Linked DNA regions of Mus musculus: region 2 is linked to region 1. The links are chromatin contacts, called in public promoter capture Hi-C maps. All regions are on one chromosome and are shown on one strand. The core of a region is the stretch at or near the end of the contact, and the rest is flanking DNA. Distances in the headings are between cores, read along the strand shown. Region 1 overlaps Oxct1 (3-oxoacid CoA transferase 1). Region 2 holds the start of Prkaa1 (protein kinase, AMP-activated, alpha 1 catalytic subunit).

Evidence for each region. Promoter capture Hi-C pulls out the DNA fragments that hold promoters and counts their contacts.
Region 2: a contact with region 1 is called in a promoter capture Hi-C map of the C10 cell line, with 7 times the contacts expected there. The contact joins the promoter of Prkaa1 here to the enhancer-like site in region 1. A contact is called at or near these places in 6 of 39 promoter capture datasets (the C10 cell line, cranial neural crest, frontonasal cranial neural crest and 2 more) and 3 of 115 datasets of contacts at active chromatin or transcription factors (the 230-238 cell line, embryonic forebrain and large pre-B cells).

The regions. Positions count from the first base shown.
Region 1 is chr15:4,061,836-4,066,214 of GRCm38.p6, reverse strand. All of the region lies in intron 7 of Oxct1 (3-oxoacid CoA transferase 1), which reads right to left. Among named protein-coding and RNA genes, the nearest start is that of BC037032, 37 kb to the right of the region's middle. Within about 2 kb of position 1,999, at least 10 of the 459 cell types and tissues checked have an H3K27ac peak or open chromatin away from gene starts, as enhancers often do.
Region 2 is chr15:5,141,778-5,146,156 of GRCm38.p6, reverse strand. It overlaps Prkaa1 (protein kinase, AMP-activated, alpha 1 catalytic subunit), which reads right to left and starts at 2,296. Exons shown (of 9, transcript NM_001013367.3): 1 at 2,162-2,296. The coding sequence starts at 2,288.

The DNA of each region.
Region 1 (4,379 bases), core at 750-3,249:
CTCCATGTGTACTCCTTATTTGGTGGTTAAGTCTCTGGGAGCTCTGATTGGTTCATATTGTTGTTCCTCCTATGGGGTTGCAAACCCCTTCAGCTCCTTCAGGCCTTTCAGACCATGAGCCTAGGTGGGTCAAATCACACCCAAACCCTAAGAAAGCCTTAAGAGTTCATGGGAACTATTATAAAATGTCCTAAAAATAGAAATTTTACCTAGCTCTGAAGAAGATATCATCATTACCCTATCAAGAAAGTTGCTCATGTAAGACTGTAGCCTACCACCCTGCCCAGAAGAGAAGACAATTGGAGCATACTTATGATCAAAACACATAATATGCATTTATGAAATTCTCAATAAAAATTATTTTTCAAAACCCTATAAATGGGTTAGAGAGATGCCTTAGCAGTTAAGGATGCTGTTCTCCTAAGGTACCTGGGTTCAATTCCCCAACACCCACATAGTGGCTCACAACCATCTCTAGCTCTAGCTCGTGTGGATCCAAAGCACTTATCTGGTTTTTTGTTGTTGTTGGTTTTTTTAGGCACAGAATGCATGTGATACATGAATGGAAAATAGCCATACACATAAAATAAAAATAAAGGTTAAAAATACTGAAGATTCTAGCTGGGCATGATGGCACATGCCTTTAATTCCTGAACTTGGGAGAAGAAGCAGGTGGATCAATGTAAGTTCAAAGCCAGCCTAGTCTACAAAGCTAGTTCCAGGACAGCCATGGGCTGTTACACAGAGAAACCTCATCTTGAAAAACCAAAACTAAACAAAACCAACCAAACAAACAAAACTAAGACAAAAAAAGTCATCACAATGTGGCTTTTCACTGAACACATCGTTTATGAACTGTTTCTTTCCTTGACATTTCCTAGACATTTTTCCATCGATGTTTAACAACATCGTTACATGCTCTCTGTTTCACTTATTTAGTCTGCGAATAAAAGTTCCCTGAGGGTAGAGAGCTCTCTCTCCTTCATGTTCATGGTGAATTTGCAGCACCCAGAGACGTGCCAGGCATGCTGGAATGTCACAGCATGAGTGAATTTGTCTTAAACATCACTGAGACATTATCTAGCACTTGTCTCAAGATAAGACAAGTGAGGGAGAGATGGAGATGAGGATGGAGCAGGAAGGATGATGGACACCCAAGTGCATAGAGTGTTGGGCTGAGGAGGGGGCACTGCTGTCTCTGCTCACAGCCATGCATGTTCACAGTCCTTCTTGAAAACATACATCTTAAACATAGTATTGCAACATCATTTGCATCTCAGTCTGCACCTTTCCGTACTCTCTACCCAGACACAGCATGTGTCAGCTTGGAGGATGGCAGATGTCCCCTAATCTTTTCCTCAAGTCACCCTCCTAAAGAGATGGGGTTTGCCCGTCATTGGCATAGAACACGAACTCACAGTTTTCAAAGCTTCGCTCGTACAGATATGACAAAAAGAATCCTTAGGATATCATTTTGGAAAACACATTTTTAAACCTCCTTATGACACAGAATTTTCAAAAGAGGGAGACTGAAAACATATAATTATCCTCATGGTGGTTGCCTCTGGGAAGAAGGCAGGCTCTTATCTTCGATAGACAATTCCTAGGTCTTCAATCTTTGTAAGCCAAGCAGGTGGTGTGTACATATTTGTATGTGGCTATTATCTTGTGATGCAAAACAATTATTTTGATAGGCAATTATATAAATATACGTAAATAGGAAGAATATGAAACAGAAATGAGTTTAGCTTGTGAAAACGAATATGAAAAGTAACAAAGATAGATAGTTGAAAAGGTGTTGTGTAAATCTTTGTTTTATAGCACCAACTTAAATATACGCTGACGGCCCTGATGCACACACACAGCACAGGCTGATGCCATGCACACACACACACAATTTTTAAAAACTAATAAAACAGGTTATTTCGGTCACAGGCGGCACTGGTAGCCTTCTATGGTTGAGTCAGATGACCTTTTCTGACAAGCATGTACAGTGCACTCCAGGCTGTGTTATCAGCCGTCCCCTGAGTGAAGCACTCTCTGCCCTCCTCTAGGTGTTCTATATTAAGCATGAAAAAAAGGAAAAGAAGGAAAAATAAACAGAGAAAAGGACAGGGTTGCGCGTGTTATGCACACAGGCAGCTGGGACAGGGTGTCATGGGGAGTTGGGGGGTTGACAAGAGTTCTCCTGAGATGGACCCAAACAGACCTCAATGAGCCAGCCCAGGAGACCACACAGCCATGGCTCCTGAGATGGACCCAAACAGACCTCAAGGAGCCAGCCCAGGAGACCACACAGCCATGGCTCCTCCTCGTTGTTCATGTGCAGCACAACATCCAGGAGTCACTCTGGGCTGGTTTTACTCATCAGCTTGTGAAATTCATCAGGGACGACTTTTCCCACTCAGAGAAAGAGAGGTCCAAAATAACAGTCTGGGGCTAAAACAAGAAACATCTCTCTGGCTTGTGTGCCAGCATGTGTGCCCACTTCTACTGTCTCTCTTAAATAATCACCCAGTTCCTTCACAGGGCCAGACATACTCAACCAAAACGGGGTAGGCTGCAGCTTCATGGGGAAGCACTCAAATGGTTGCTGCCTATCAGAAAGATACGTGTGATGACATTCACACATTGCCGTTCACTTCTTTGCTTTTATGTGTCATAAGGCTGGCTGTATAGGATGCATCAGAAAGAGAAAACATATCTCTAAATGTAAGACTGTCATCTCTACAAGGTAAAAATAATAATTCATACCAAAGGTGATTTGATTTTCTCCTTTACATAAACATGCTGGCTTATTTCTTGGTGTAAAACATTTATCATAAATAAACTGTTATATAATGTTGGTGCATGACTTACAGAATTCAAACACTTGGTAGATAAAGTCAGGGAGATCAAATGTCCAAATATTATTTGGGCTATGAACAGAGTTAAGACAATTATCTTTGTCTCTGCTATCTGAAATACAGGATCTACCACAACGATACTTCCCACTGTGTAAGATACTATTCGCAGTACTAGAGTGACCTCCAATGTCCAGATGTGGGGAAAAACTGAAAAAACGCTCAATAGAATGAGCAGAATCCAGGGGAAAAGACTGAGTAAATTCAGAGGGCTCCTGCTCACAGGCTGACTCAAAGTCACCTTCAAGGTAGATGGCATCGGTGACAAAGAAAGCTTCTGGAACACTGAACAATAACCATGACATACCTGCTTGATTCTGGTTTAGTATCACCCAAGAGTTTGAAACTTTATCCATTTATGCTGACTTGGAGTATAATACATAACATGGTAGCCAACAGCAAATGTCATCATTCCATTTGCGGCTCCACGCAGTGACGTAGTTAAAAATCGCAATGCACCGAAAGAGTGTGCAGTGTCTGGCATGTAATATGTTTTTAGTTATCATCATGGTCAACATTTAGCATCCAGAATAATAGGAAAATGGAATGATCTCCCAGTTTCATTTAAATGCCACACCTCTAATGAATTCCCAAGCATCCTTTCCATTCAGACTATCACAAAACAGTTACATGGGATAGAAGAGAGAGATCCTAGCAATCTGAAGGGCAAGAAAGATAATGGGCTTAACAGAACATAGAAAAGAACAAGAAAGCACAGCTCTGGGGTCCTCACTCTACTCAGAGTTATGCAAACATCAGAAAGTTACAATAAAACTTCACATCTGAAACGTGAAGATTTCAAACAAAAAAAAAATCAATTCCAAATTATTTTCTATTTTTGAGAACACTGTTTTAAGTTCAGCTAAGCCTGTGAACCCTTTACGGACAGCATATAGAGGAGGTAGGCTTAATGCTCCTATTGCCTCAGGTTGTTCTGCTTAAATTCCTCAGACAGAATGGTGTACAAATTGAATCTTGAATCCTTATTCTGAAAGAATTATTTGCTTGCGTGTTTGTTTGTTTACATGGGTGTTTGGCCTGCATATATACACACTAGAAGAGGGAGTCAGATTTCATGATACTAAAGTTACAGACAGACTTCAGTTATAGTTTGTTGTGAGCTCTCATTCAGGAAATTGAACTTAGGACCTCTGAAAGAGTTGCTAGTGCTCTTAGACACTGAGCCATCTCTTCCACAGCACATCCTAACTCAGCCATCGTTGTTTAAAGAAGCTTCCCGTGATGAGCATGATATAGGCAAACACAGGAGTTGCCAGCCACAGGAACTAGTGAGCCTCTGAATGTTGACCAGCATGGCCTAAAACCTGAACTTACACTGCCTTTAGTTTTAACAAAAGCCACATAGGGTGAGTGGCCAGCCTACGATGCAGTCACATTAGTTGAGAATGACTACCCCAGAGTACCAGCACCAAGAGGATCCCAACTAATATGGTTCTGGGTCAGCCAGGACAGGAT
Region 2 (4,379 bases), core at 1,047-3,546, 1.1 Mb before region 1:
TGATGACAATGGACCTGTAAGCTAACCCAGTTAAATGTTGTCCTTATAAGAGTTGCCTTGGTCATGGTGTTTGTTCACAGCAGTAAAACCCTAACTAAGACAGTCATGCTATCCCCACTCTGATGCATAAACCAAATGGGATATGGCAGTCCAGCCATTCCTTAGTAAGGAGAGGATCATAGCAAATCCTGTGGTTACTAATTTGACATTATTACTAATGTCAAAAAAAAAAAAGCATCCCAACCATTTAACAGTTTTAAAATGAACTGGCTGAATATTTAGACCCACATCAACTAACAAGTTCAAGGACAAGTTTAATTATAACCGAGAAGCCTAGGATCCTCTGACTCACACTGGCCCTCTGTATTGGAGGAGGCTTATGACTGATGGTATAGGATTTCAAGAGAAGGCTGTGTGGGTGGGTGGAGAAGTGAAGGTTAAGGAAAAGCAGAGTCACTGGGAGGGAGGTTCGAGGCACTGCTACTTCCCAGGTCAAATCCCAGGCCGGGAAAACAATCCCTTCTTCCTTTCTTGTCTGCTTGATCCGCTCTGGTCTGTGTCAAAGGAATGGCGGACTGGATGCCACATTCATTCCAAGCAGGGCCTTCGGAAGGAGCCTTCTGAGTTCAAGTCTGCCTTATCACTTCCATCAGAGCCTTAATTAGCACTTCTTACCACCTCTAATGGCAAACAAGGATGCCTAGCTAAAGGTAAACAAAACACTGGAAGAGCTAGCTGCCTGTTAATGCCAACTACTTAGGAAGCTGAAGCACGAAGAATAACAAGTTCAAAGCCAGCCTGGACAGCATTGTAACACTCTCTCGAAATAAATAAATGCATGCATGCATAAAAAGAGACAAAGCAAAACCCTGAGAGTGTTCACGAACACTGGCTGAACCATGATCAGTGCTAGGCCCTAGACCACACCTACTCCTCCTTCACACTGTCTGGCTTGCTGATTTTCCTAGGTAGGTTTAGGCATTTGCTCCCCTGAGGGTAACACAGCAACTTTCCGTTTAGGACTGGGAAAGGGCAAGAGAAGGAAGGGCTCTTTCTGCCCTCCTGGGAGAACGGAGCTCAGTTAGCTTGCTGTGTAATTTGACAAACTTTTTCACTTCAATCAAATATCTACTAAGGAGCTTACTATATATGCAGGCCATAGTCTATTATTTCTCCAAAACCAATGTATGAATTATTTCTTATCAGCTCCAAACTTCCTTCCTCTAAATACTTAATAGCAGGCTTAAATATTTTAAAGGGGAAAAAAGTCCACCTCACAAAGGTTGTAATCAGAATTTTCCTTGTCACAGGTGGTGGGCTAGAGTAGTTAGTTGAAGACAGAATGCTTGTGCTTTTGCTAAGGCGGTAACAGGGGATTCTACCAAAACGAACAAAAAGTCCAAATGATGTGCACTGAATTACTAAAATATAAATATACTGTGAGAATAAACGGAAACTATACCTATAAGCTAATAAATACCATCTGGAGTTAACATATGCCCTACCTACCAGGTATAGCTCTCGGAAACCGCAAAACTTCCGAAAACGGAATCACTTAAAAGCAGCATCTGCATCCAACTGTAAACCACGCATAGGAAACACCGCGCCAGTTCACAGGCATATGCATCAAAAGTCCTGACGGAGATCAATAGTCCTAACAAGGGCATTACTATTTCTGAAAGGTATCTCCACAGCTACCTTGCTTTTGGAAGAACACATTTCGATTCAGGAAACCGAAGAAGCACTTTAGTCCACAACCTCCTAAAAGCGAGGCAGCGACAACTCCGAGGACCGCCAGGGCGCGATGGGCTGGCTCTGCGCCAAGGGCACACAGGGGATCAGAAGACCACAAGAGACCCCCTCGTCCGCGCCGGGCGCCCCCGCGCGCTCAGTGCCCAACTCCCTCGCCTGGGAAAGTTGCACCCAGAGCCATCCCCGCCCCTCCGGCGCCGCGCCGTCGCCATGGCGACCGCCCCCACCCCACCGCGGCGGACCCCACAGCTCTGCAGCCCGCGGCAGCCTCGGGCTCCGCTCCCAGCGCCGCCCGGACCGGGGATACGGAGCCCAGACACCCGGAAGGCGGGCGCGGGGGAGGATGCGGAGTGCGAAAGGCGCAGTCGCTCGCCGTTCGCCGGGTCCGCGCTGGCCCGGGCGTCCTCACCCTTCACTTTCCCGAAGGTGCCGACACCAAGCGTGTCCCCCAGGATGTAGTGGCCGATCTTCACCCGCCCGTCGTGCTTCTGCTTCTCGGCCGTCGCCATCTTTCTCCAGGAACTGAGTCTGCGCATGGCGCCGCGGGAGGGGGCGGAGGGGGCGGGCAGGGCCGCGCCGGGGGCGGGCGGGCGCCGAGGGGGTGGGGACGCGGGTGCGCCGCGGTGGGGCGCAGTCGCCGGCCACCGCCCGCGCAGGCCCCGCAGTCCCCGCAGCCGGCCGCCGAGCGCACTCGCTCCCCCTGGCGGGCTAGGCGGCGGGAGCGGCGCCGGTACTCGCCTCGGCGCCCCGCATCCCTCTGCGCGCGCCCGCGCTTCTGCGCGCGGGAGGGCTTCCCCCGCCGCGGAGCCGACCGCGGCCACCCGAGGGTCTGTGGGTGCGGTACAGCACCCCACCCCCGTAATTCCCAGGAGGACGATGCTTGCTTACACGTTGCCCGGGGATAGCGCGGCGTGCTTTGAAACAAGACAGGGGACACCGCCCTACCACTGACTTGAAATCTTGATTTTCATCTCATCTCGGTGTCATCTGGAAGCCAAGGGTGTTTTCACTTGCACTTTTAATACTTACCACTGCTTTAAACAAAAAAAAACTCTGAGCCAGTAAATTACTATGGGACACCGCACATCCTGGAGAGACTTCCTAGGAAATTTGCTACCGTCAAATTTCCCCTGTGGAATGTGTGTGAGCTATGTGAATTCCAGAAAGAGGTGTTATCCCGAACTTATCGTGTTTAGAAACTAATATTTTTACATTTTCAATAAAATGTACATTTTCAGTCCACTTGAAAAAGTGTGTTGTTTGTATAAATGGAGCCATATCCAGTCACCAAAGAAGTGTGTTTATTTGTAACAGGATTTTGAAGTGAATCTGTTACTCAGTTCTAACAATAGGTAAAAATATATATGTCATCCTTCGATTTTGCAATTTGAATCTCTATCAATGTCGATGGAGAAAAAGGATGGAGTTTTGTTTTTGTGGTTTTTTTTTTTTTTTTTTTTTTTTTTTTGGAGACGAAAAATGTCATTTTTCTTTGGGATGAAAATTACCAACACTCCTAGTTTTCCCATATTCTGGCTTATGACATCAAAGCAATGTAACATCAAACGCTTTTGTTCCAAGAAAAAGTATTCAGGGGGAAGAAAGCTGCTTTAAGGTTTGAGCAATAGTTCTCAACCTTCTTAATGCTATGACCCTTAATACAGTTCCCCATGTTGTGGTGACCCGTCTCCCATCATAAAGGTATTTTCAATGCTATTTCATAGCTTTTTTTTTTTTTTGCTACTTTTATGAATCGCAATGTAAATATCATTGTTTCCTGATGATCTAAGGGGGTTGATCCCGTAGTGGGTCGTGACCCACGGGTTGAGAAACACCTGCTTCTCCGCCAAGAACAATAACTGGGAGCAATCTTCGTTAATCAACTCTCTATTTTACAAGGATTACTATAAGGCAGAAATAGCTCTGGATTCTCTCAAGGAGGGGGAAACCCTTTCAATTCTCCCACCCCTTGATCTGGCATTTTAAGTTACTTCACATTTGCCCAGGAAGGTTCTACTGTTTCTTTTAATCTACAAGAAATCAGTGGTCTCAGGCTGTAGCTCGTTTGGTTGAGTGCTGGCCTGGCGTGCTGGGTTAGATCCTCAGTAGCCTATAAAAGTGAGAATGATGACTCATGCCTGCCATCCCAGCACTCTGGGGATTATCGCTAGGGAGATCACATGTTCAAGGCCATCCTCTCCACCTAGGGACACTAAGGCTGATTTGAACTACCTGAGATTCTCAAAACTAACATGAACTAAAGTGGGATAAATGACTCGACAGTTACAGGCACACACTGTCAAGCCTGAAGACCTGAATTTGAACCCCAGGACCCCCATGGCCGAAGGTGAAAGTGAACTCCCAGAAGTTATACTCTGATCTCCACAGGCCTACCTACAGTACACACATGCATACATTAAGTAAAGGCTTTAAAAGGGGAAAAGCAAATAATCACAAAACAGTCCCGTTACGTCAACAGGATGTTGCCAAGGAGCGAAAGGAAGCTGAGTTTTGTGAAACCACTCGCCAGTTTTTCCTGAAACTGTGAAGCCTTGAGATCCTACTACAGCATCAAGCACGGAGATACACTTGTTTAAATCTTGCTTGCACTCCTGGACAGAGGCAGA